Linked DNA regions of Sus scrofa: region 1 is linked to region 2. The links are chromatin contacts, called in public promoter capture Hi-C maps. All regions are on one chromosome and are shown on one strand. Each heading gives the region's core, a stretch centred on a gene start, on an enhancer-like site or on the middle of the called end of the contact. The rest is flanking DNA. Distances are from core to core; before and after follow the strand shown. Region 1 holds the start of SNX19 (sorting nexin-19). Region 2 holds the start of PRDM10 (PR domain zinc finger protein 10).

Region 1 (5,076 bases), core at 749-3,248, 810 kb after region 2:
AGGATCGAGGGCGCTCACGCCATTGGTGAGTTCTTTCTCTAAGCACGGAGGTCGTGGCGGGCATGTCCTTTCTGGACTGGCCAGCAAAGTTGCAAGAGAGGTGACATCTCCTTGTTCTACCTCTTTGTCTGCTGTGTCAATGTGGATCTCTGGGCAGGTATTGAGCATGGAGACAAGCAGGCCCGAATCTGTTTCTGTTCCTGGGCCCTCCTCAGCTTCTGCTTCTTCGACTCCTTCGGATCCCTCAGCATCCTTAGCCTCTAGGGAGTGGGAACCTCCTAGGACACACAAGACATTCGGGATCTTGTCAGAGAGGAAGTTGCCTGGGGTCATGAGCATGATGGTTTCTTTGCCCAGTTCAGACAGCGGAGACTCCAGCTCTGCGTCTTCAGACAGGAACAGAGGGCCTGTAATACCTGGTTGTAGGAAATGAGAAGGGTTGTTTCCTACTCTTCTTTCTTCTAGCACTACCCCCAGGTCTCCCTCTAGTGCTTCACGGCCTTCTTCAACTTCTGGGGACAGGTGTGATGGTCCATCTGGCTCACTGCAGTCCAGGAGCACTGGGACTGCTGCTGGAGAGGGGGCTCTCACTTTTGGTAGACTTTGCACCTCAACAATCAGGGGCAGAGATGTGGGCACTGAGGGCTGTTCCAGGGTACTGGCTTGGCAGAGGGGTTTCATTGTTCCAGCTGGATTATTTCTGGCCTTGGAAAAGATGCCCACGAGTACAAGGTGAATCCAGTCAGGATCTGAGAGCTTGCTGATCAACGGTAAGATCACATTGCAAGTGATGAGTTCCACCACTACATGGCGGCCAGTCCGGGTCTCCAAGTGGGGCTTTGGCACTAGCCCTTTAAGCAACAGGTCCACAATTTCACGTGTATAGGTGACTTCAGTACTGGGGCTCTGGACTGCAGGATGTGGGGCAGTGGTCCGGCAATAGGCCTCCCAAAGCTGGGAGGGCTCAACTGTGCCACTCTGCTTCCCTGCAGTGGCCTCCTTTGCCTGAATATAGCTCTGCAGGTGGCAACCGCAAAGCGTCAGAACCCTCTGGGCGAGAGCATGGCGGTCCACCATGGCCATCCGCCTCCGCAGCTCCTGCACCAAACCCCTCATGGCTGCCTCCATCTCCTCCTCAAAGGCCGGCTCCTGGCTCACTGTGCGGTACCAGGACGACACAAAATCCCGCATGATCAGGCGGATGGTGCGGTCGATCTCCTGCTCCAGCTGCCTCTCGGCCTCGGGGTTTGGGGGGCAGATGGCCAACGGGATAAAGCGTTCCAGGTGCAGCCGACCTGAAGCCCCCACGATGGCGTCGGAGCCCAGCCATCCTCCCAGCACCAAAAGCAACGCAGACAGAAGGCACAAAAGCCACACGTTGACCAGGAGGTGGATGACCAGGAGCCAGCCTAGCACGGCCCCCACGGCCAACAGCTTACGGCTACTAAACAGGTGACCGAGGCTGCAGCTGGGTTCGGCAGCGGGCTCCTGAGAGAGAGCTGCGGCCTCTGCCTCCATGGCGCACCGGAGGGGGCTCCCCGGGCGACCACCCTCCTTCTCCTCTTCGGAGTCGGGGGCCCGGCGCCGTCTGCGGCGCGGGCACGAGATTCAGGCACTGGCCAGGCTCCAGCCGGGCTGCCGGCCCAGACGTTCTACAGGCAGCGCCCGGTGATTGCGGCGGCTCGACAGCTCGGCCCAGCTGCAGCCCCCTCCGACCGGGGCGCTGCACAGGAGAAAAAGCCTGTGGACTTCATGGTGCCCGATCGGTGTGCGGCGCGCGGCCACAGAGGGGGGCAGGGTCGTCGGCCCACTGAGCACTTACCAACGCCGAGGAACGGTGCGCCAGGGGATGGCTCGCGCACCGTCCGGCTGAGCCCCGGCCGCCGTGAACGCAGAGCCGTCTCCTCGGTGGGATCCAGCTGCCTGGTTGCCTGCAGTCCGCAGCCCAGCTCCTTTCTGGGCTGCCGGCCGGCCGGGCGCCGGCGACCACTTCCGGGTCGATGCCGGCAGGAGCGAGGCCTGTTGGGAGAGCGCTGCGCGCCCCGCGGCCCGGCGCCCTCTGGCGGCGAGGAGCCGCCGTGACTGCAGAGCACAGACGGGTCTCTGCCCCTGAGAGCTCTCAGAGCGCGAGCCCATCGCGCGTGCGCCCCAGTTCCCAGCGCGGAGCAGACCTGAGAGCGGGCTTGCAGGTAACGACCCTCTGAAACTCGGACTTCCAGCTCCAGTGATTAAACGACATCTGTAAACACCTTCTACCATTTAGGCAAACTCAGCAGTCCAGTTTATTTTAATTTCATGTAGGCATTTTTTTTCACGGGCCTAATACATTTTAACGTTCATCCCCCACCCCCAACTCCCTCCCCTCTCCCATCCCCAGGTACTCAGGAATTGCGAAATACAAGGCGGGAAACATTAATACAGAGATAGATTTATTCCTGAAATTTCATAATACTGTATAACAAAGTCATATTTGTGATTTGGGGTTATTTGCTCGTGGCATTCCGGGGGCAATCAAATCTTTTGAATATCTGGTGTATTCAATCACTGGGGTAGGTAATCTGGAGGAATAGAAGTGGTCCTTGTCGTCAAGGACCTTGCCAGTAATTGGGGAGATGAGTTCTTGGATCATGAGTGAGTATTTAATAATGCAAGTCAGTATGGGATATGGTACAATGCAGATTATTATACATATCAGGGGAAGGAAGGGTCACTGAGGGTTGAGGCAGTTAAGGGGGACCTCATAGAGAAGGTCTTTCTGCTGTGTCTTCAAGAAGGAATGTTTCTATTCCCTTCCATCTCCTCTCCCCTTCTCCCCAAACACCCCGGAAAAGACAGCAGAGGTAGAGATGTATGTCCAGACAACCTTCTAATAGAATTGCTTGGGAATGTGTTTTATGTGTGGTTGTTTTTGGTTTTAGTAAATTTGCCTTCAGTGGTCTGCATAGAATTACATATAGGAAAATTAAGTATCTGACAGCAGCACTGAGTGTGTATAAGAGCGTTTGTGCCAGTTTCCTGTGAAGCCAGCTTCCTTCTCCATCTTGGTCCCTAGGAGCTCTGTGTGCACATGGCTGTCCTTTTTATTTTGGCCCAGGACGGATATCATTTGTACAGAGCTGCTCGTGGCTGCCCATCGTCAGTGATCCATATGTTGGTTATGGCCTTTCATCACCACAGCATCAGTCCCCAGGTATTTACAGGAATCTTCAAACTCCAGCCCAAAATCATGCCAACAGGAAACATATTGTGGCATCTCTCCTTTTCTGCTGTCGGTACAGATTTCTTTTTTTTCCTTTATTTTTTAATTTTTAATTTTTTTGGTCTTTTTAGGGTTGCACCCATGGCATATGGAGAGGTTCCCAGGCTAGGCATCGAATCAGAGCTGTAGCTGCCTGCCTATACCACAGCCACAGCGATGCCAGATCCGAGCCACATCTGCAACCTATACCACAGCTCACCGCAACACCGGATCCTTAACCCACTGAACGAGGCCAGGGATGAAACCTGCGTCCTCATGGATGCTAGTCAGATCCGTTTCCACTGAGCCACGACAGGAACTCCCAGATTTCTTTGGAATGCAGAGGGACTCATCGTTTAGATGTGCGGCTTTGTTCATGATGAACTGAGTTCATGGTTTAGCTCATGAAGCAAAAGTTTGATTTAGGATCCAAGTGTCCACAGAGCGAACTGGGCACGTCCCTAGGATCCTAGAACGCTGGCCACTTGCTGCGGCTCTGCTTCCCACAGAAAAGGAGCATAAGTGGGTGCTGCCATCCTTGTCCTCCCAGACCATCCCTTGTGCTCAGGGACGGTTAGAAGATCACAGGATGCTCTGGGGAAACATCCCCGCCATGTAGCTGAGAACTGAGATGAGACGTGGGTGATGAAGGCACCAAGCATGATTCTGAAGACTTGCTGTGACAGTTCAGAGAGGAAGTTTACTCTGCAGCATAATCTGGAATGTTCAGGGCAGTAAGAACCTGACCTTGGAAGTGGGCTTGGTGCCACCTGCCCAGATGGTCTGGAGTGAGGAGGTAGCCAGCAGTGCCTTCCGGATTCTGAAGTGGATGTGAGGAGGCGGGGCTCTCGGATGAACACGCCAGTGCACTTGTCATTTTGACTGGCATGAGCTGCTGCCTGGGGCCTGGGGCGAGCCTTAGTCTCCACACCCGGTGGTGGGGTGTGTGTGTGTGTGTGTGGTGGGTGTGTGTGTGTGGTGGGTGTGGTGAGGGGGTGCACTGGCTGCCAGGCCGCATCACTCACCACCTCCGATATCCTTCTTTCTTTCCTTCTGATCATTTCTTGAAACATTCTAGGCATCTTGCCAGAGTGCTGGGGATAACAGGACGCATAGACACTGTAATTCTCCTCAGGGGACCCAGTCTAGTTACAGGAGAGAGACATTGTTGTGTCCTGGTTTGATATGATTTCAGATCCACTTGACGTAAGTGGATTTCATCCACTTCTTTATGACAAAGACCAAAAAAATTTGTGTTTAGAGGCAACGTTGCTCTGGTGAAACTGAAGCAGACCACATCACGCTGACATTGTCTTATCTGTTGTCTTGAGGAGCGCTTAGCAGCTTAGCTGCCGAGGGGCCCATGGGGGCTCATTGATAAGAATATGTTGGAAGCCTCCATGGCTAGAGGATAGTTAGATTCTAAATACCGAGGGGTTTGTGAGGAGTGTCTGGGAGTTTCCATCCAGGAAGAAGTCATTGTCTGCCAGTTGAGCTCTCTGAAGATCTCGGGGCACTTGTCCTGCTGTGGCCAGGCTGCTCAGGGCTGGCAGTGGTGGCAGAGGGCACGGTCTCAGGAGACAGGGCCCGTGTGTCCCTGCCGCAGAGATGAGCTGGTCTGGGCTGTGGTGCCAGCCAAGGGGGAAGGTCCCTGCCTCGCCTGCCCCCTGACACCCCCACCTTCATTCCCTAGCTCTGGCGACAGGGGGCTCTTGTTCTGAGCTGGCAGCTGGAAGTCAGCTCGCAGTGGTTCTCCCATATACCAGCCTGGCCCGTATAAAGGCACCGCTCGAGCTGCACTTGGACTTTCTTTCTTTCATCTCCCCTTGCCTGGAATA
Region 2 (5,647 bases), core at 211-2,710:
GCGGTGCTGGGGGTGGAGTGGGCAGTGTACCAAAAACACACACAGTACACCTTCCTGCCTTCAAAGAGCTTACAGCAAAAGGTGGAGAAACAAAGGAATGCGTCAGAAAAAGAGGCCGCAAACCCTCACGAGTGATTTGTTTTTTATGAAGTGCTTCTGAGTTTAAAGAACTTTGGGGGACGACCAGCCGGGCAAGATTTGAATAGGCTTCGAATGGCACATGGCCCAGCTGGGTGCGAACCCTCTCAAGCTTGATCCTCGACTTCAGACCTAGAAGGAGCCAGCCTTGTGCTTAAACGTACACAAACATTGACTGAAAATTGATCGGAACCCAACCAACCCGCCAAACAAGGCTAAGCACGAACGCACACAAAATTCGACAAATCTGCGTTCACTTGACTTAGCAGAGCACCCGAGATGTGGCCACAGGCTAAAAAGTGCTTAAGCAAAGCTGACGATAGGCTGGCAACTCAGTACCGCCAACCCGCTTCCCAAAGGCCTGTGGCTCAAGCCTCCGCACCCGTCCCCGCCGCCCCAGAGCAGAGGTGGACCTCGGCCTGCGCCCTGCCCACCGCGAACACTGTCCACCAAGAATGCCCCAAACGGGCCATCCATCCCTCGCCGGGTCCCGGGACGCCAACTTGTGCATAAGGAACTAGGAGCCAACAATCAATGGCAAGACGGTGGCGCGGCCTCCCGAGACAAAGCAGGGAACCCAGACCACTGAGCCCGCCGGCCCCTAGTCCAACGCCGCGCCGCCGCCCCCGCGCCCGCCAGCTGAGACCGCCTGCTGCACCCCGAGCGCCCGCCGCACCCCAAGCGCCCGCCCAACCGCCGCCGCAGAAGCGTGCAGGGCGCCCAACCGCCGTCCCGGCCCAACCAACGCGGGCAGGGGAGGAGAGGTGCGCGCGGCCGGCGGAGCGTGCGAGCCGCTCGGGGGTCGCAGGGGGGAGGCTGCGCGCGGGGAAGGCAGGGCGAAGAGGCGCCGGAGCCATGGCTGAACACAGCGCCAGGAGGGGCTCGGGTAGGGGATTTTGCCCCTTTCCCCTTGGAAGGTGCAGATGGTTTGACCCCCCACCCCGAGTGAGGTGCCTTGTCCCAGCCCCGGCTGGACTGTACCATCGGGCGGTGCCGCCGGGATTTCTCCCCCCCACCACCATCACCAAGCTCCCCCCCCACCCGGGTCCGCGGTCGGTTGGCCCCGGCCGGGCTCTGAGACGCGGAAAGAGCTTGGCGCCATTTTGGGTGGGACTAAGCAAAGACGAAACACCCTCCCAGTCGATGGGGTACTCTGGACGCTGGCTTATCCGGTTCCCTTAATCCTTTAGGTACTTACACGACGTTGGGTGAGGGGAGCTGGTAGATCAGCGGGTCCCCGATCCTCTCTCCCTAGGGGTGATGGAAATCAAACCCCCCCGCCACCTCCAGGTGGTTCTTCCCGCCGCAGAGTGGGAGCAGCATAAAAGGCGGGGCTTCATTAGCATAATCTGCCTGGCAACCTGATCTCGGCGTTATATGATTGGTTGAACTCTGTAAACTCCTTGCCCTGCCGAAAGACGAGTAACGCTGGGGCGAACTGACAGGCCCAGATTTAAGACTCATGACGAAGATCCTGAGACGCTTATTCAGTCGGTGGAGAAGCCAAAAGGAGATTCACACAATGGCCCAATGGCTGAAGGCCTCTTTATTTCGTGCTCTGCTGTTCGTTTAAAATCCAATCAAAGAGCGGGTTTCGGGCAGCGTTCGCCTGCGTTTGTGCTCTAAGCCAATCAGAAGAGCCGACTCTTCGGATTCAGGGTCAAGACAGCTCACCGGGACCCGCCGTGGCCCAGGTGGGAGAGTTCCAGCCTCTGTTCTTCGGGTGGCAGCTCGCCAGCCTCAGTGCCCCAAGTGGGAGGAGGGACTGCAAGTCTGTCGGGTGTCAAGCCTTCCCCGCACGCACCCGAGAGCCCTAGCCCTGAGAGCTGCATCCCGGGACACGGTGGGCCAAGCGCACGCCCGCCTGCTCCGGCCTCTGCTGCCAAATCCACGCCACGAGCGGGACCCGAGCGGAGCCGGCCCACGGCGTCTAAACTCAACCCTGCAGACCCAGGGAGCGCCGGTCTGAGTCTCTCCTTTCCTTTTACCATTCTGAAAAATTTCACAAACATGAAGTGTTACGAAACACTGGTTAACCAAAGACTTAGCTCTGTTTTCTTAACCTCAGGCTCCCACATCGTACCGTCCCTCAAAACTGCCTCTGCAAAGGAGCCAAGTGCAGAGAAATGAGCTCAGACTCTACAATAAAACACCAGCTCTAGTTCCCCACCCCTAATATGAATAGCAGCTAGAACTTGAAGAGACCTAGAGCCTTTCCACGTACAGGGAACAATTATCCCATCCATGACATCTACCTTGCTATGTTGTTTAGAAGACTAAGTGGGATTTACATGTAAAATACTTAGCACACTAGAATCTAAACGGATAAAAGTGTTAACGGCGATAGGAGTTTCCTTGGTGGCTCAGAGGTTAACGAACCCGAGTAGCATCATGAGGATGCTGGTTCAATCCCTGGCCTTGCTCAATGGGTTAAGGACCTGGCGTTGCAGTGAGCTGTGGTGTAGGTCGCAGACAAGGCTCGGATCCAGCGTTGCTGTGGCTCTGGTGTAGGCTGGTGGCTACAGCTCCGACTGGAGCCCTAGCTTGGGAACCTCCATATGCCAGTGAGGCCCTAGAAAGACAAAAAAAAAAAGACAAAAAAAAAGTGTTAACGGCGATAAAACATGCAAAATTGCTAAACTACTGGCTAACCAACAAAAAAAAAAAAGTACAATTAAGCAAAACAATAGAAAACAACGTGGGTGAAGGAGAGGAGGATGTAAAATTTATTCAATAATATTCCTTTTGCTGTTTTATTTATTTATAAAACTGGAGGAGTTCCTGCCCTGGCACAGTGGGTTAAGAATCCGGCTGCAGCGAGTCACTGCTATGGCACTTGTTCAATCCCTCTCTTGTCGCAGTGGGTTAAAGGATTTGGCCTTGCCACAGCTGTGGCATAGGTCACAACTACTAGTGGGATTGAGTCCCTTGCCCAGGAACTTCTATATGCCAAGGTGCAGCAATTTAAAAAAATATACGTATTAACTATTAAATTTGTACACAGAACTCTCTCCTATACAAGTATTGAATATGGACTATGTACCAATCACTGTTCTAAACAGTGAGAATGGGAATAGAGAACCAAAAGCAAAAAGCTTCTGCTAGAGTTCCCGTCGTGGCGCAGTGGTTAACGAACCCGACTAGGAACCATGAGGTTGCGGGTTCGATCCCTGCCCTTGCTCAGTGGGTTAACGATCCGGCGTTGCCGTGAGCTGTGGTGTAGGTTGCAGACGCGGCTCGGATCCCACGTTGCTGTGGCTCTGGTGTAGGCTGGCGGCTACAGCTCCGATTCTACCCCTAGCCTGGGAACCTCCATATGCCGCGAGAGCGGCCCAAGAAAATGGCAAAAAGACAAAAAAAAAAAAAAAAAAAAAAAAAAAAAAGCTTCTGCTCTCATGGAGCTTGTATTTCTAGTGGAGGCAACAGAGGAAAATTGATAAATAAGATAATTCCAGGGGATGCCAAGTGCTACGAAGAAAATAAAGCAGGGAAATGCAAAGGGGTTAGGAGGATGCTGGCAGTTTAAATGCGAATGTCAAGAAACTACTTCTTAGATGCTAACATTTGAGCTCAGATCTGAATAATGAAAAAAGCCTACCATGCCAAGATCATGGAGAACCTTCCAATCTAAAGCCAGCGAATGTAAAGGCATGGGGGGAGGGGTGCATATATATATATTATATATATAATATATATATATACATATTCATTCTTCCACTGAATAAATATTCATTGAATCCTTATGCTATTTCAGGCACTGTCCTAGATGCTTTGAGATTTCTCAGCACTATAGACAAAAACACAACTCATAAAAATCCCAGGGAGTTCCTGTCGTGGCGCAGTGGTTAACGAACCCGACTAGGAACCATGAGGTTGCAGGTTCAGTCCCTGCCCTTGCTCAGCGGATTAACGATCCGGCATTGCCGTGAGCTGTGGTGTAGGTCGCAGACAAGGCTCAGATCCCGCGTTGCTGTGGCTCTGGTGTAGGCTGGTGGCTACAGCTCCAATTCGACCCCTAGCCTGTGAACCTCCATATGCCGCGGGAGCGGCCCAAAGAAATAGCAAAAAGACAATAAATAAATAAATAAATAAAAATCCCAACCTGGAGATTCCTGTCATGGTTCATCAGAAATGAATCAGACTAGTATCCATGAGGTCTCAGGTTCCATCCCTGTCCTCTCTCAGTGGGTTAAGGATCTGGCATTTCTGTGAGCTGTGGTGTAGGTCACAGATGCCCCTGGGATCTGGCATTGCTATGGCTGTGGCCTAAGCTGGCAGCCGCAGCTCAGATTTGACCCCTAGCTGGAACCTCCATATGCCATGGGTACATCCCTAAAATGACACACACACAAAAATCCCAACCTTTATGGATCCTTTGCTCTAAACACACTGAAGGATATAAAAAAGCCTGAGTCAAGAACACAGAGCAAGGAATATAGTGACTCAAGAAAACTTGGCGAAACAGGGAAGGGCCAGATCATATACAGTTTTGAAAGATATAGTATGTAAGTTATTAATGCTTTTTTTTTTTTTTTTTTTTTTTTTTTGGCTGTACCCAGGCCATGTGAAAGTTCCCAGGCCAGGGATTGAATCCATACCACAGCAGTAACAAGGCCGGATCCTTAACCCACTGAGCCACCAGGAAACTGCAAGTTGTTACTCTATTTTAAGTACAATTTAAGGTAGTTAGATGTAGAGTTCCTGCCATGGCACAGTGGGTTAAGAATCTGACTGCCTCGGCCCTGGTGGCTGTGGAGGTATGTGTTTGATGCCCAGCACAATGGGTTAAAGGATCCTCGGATTCAGTCCCTGGCCCAGGAATTTGCATTTACCATGGGTGCAGCCATAAAATTTACAAAATATGTATATATTTATATAACTCCGTATATGTTTTAAGCAAGGGTGTGAGACAATGTTTTGTTTTGTTTTAAAAGATAACTCAGGAGTTCCCTGGTGGCCTAGCAGTTAAGGGCTCAGTATTGTGACTGGTGTGGCTTGGGTTACTGCTGTGGCTCAGGTTCGATATCTGGCCCAGAACTTTCTTGTGCCACAAGCACAGCCAAAAAATAGAATAACTCAGGCTGTTCTAGGAAGCTTATCACTTTGGGGGAAGTGAAGACAAATAATAGGCAAGGACGGTGGTGAGGGTCTATTTCAATACGCCCTAAGCAAGAACTGATGGTGATCTTGACTAAAATAGGAGTCGTGTAAGTGGGGGGGGGTGTGAAGATGTAGGGACACCAGATATACTTTGGAGGTAAAGCCGAAGAACTTGCAAAGAGATAAGATAATGAGAGTTGGGATTTCTAGTGATAAGAAGAGAGTGATCAAAAAATGACTTATAGGAGTTCCCATCATGGCACAGCGGAAACAAATCCAACTAGGAACCATGAGGTTGCAGGTTTGATCCCTGGCCTCGCTCAGTGGGTTAAGGATCCAGTGTTGCTGTGGCTGTGGTGTAGGTTAGCAGCTACAGCTCTGATTTGACACTTAGCCTGGGAACCTCCAT

What was found. Promoter capture Hi-C pulls out the DNA fragments that hold promoters and counts their contacts.
Region 1: a contact with region 2 is called in a promoter capture Hi-C map of fetal skeletal muscle, with 3 times the contacts expected there. The contact joins the promoter of SNX19 here to the promoter of PRDM10 in region 2. A contact is called at or near these places in 1 of 5 promoter capture datasets (fetal skeletal muscle) and 1 of 47 Hi-C or Micro-C datasets (heart right ventricle).

What each region holds. Positions count from the first base shown.
Region 1 is chr9:57,556,344-57,561,419 of Sscrofa11.1, forward strand. It overlaps SNX19 (sorting nexin-19), which reads right to left and starts at 1,999. Exons shown (of 12, transcript XR_305478.3): 1 at 1-1,999. It overlaps LOC110255462 (a long non-coding RNA gene), which reads left to right and starts at 2,111. Exons shown (of 3, transcript XR_002335758.1): 1 at 2,111-2,189.
Region 2 is chr9:56,748,027-56,753,673 of Sscrofa11.1, forward strand. PRDM10 (PR domain zinc finger protein 10) reads right to left here and starts at 1,461. Exons shown (of 22, transcript XM_013979568.2): 1 at 1,337-1,461.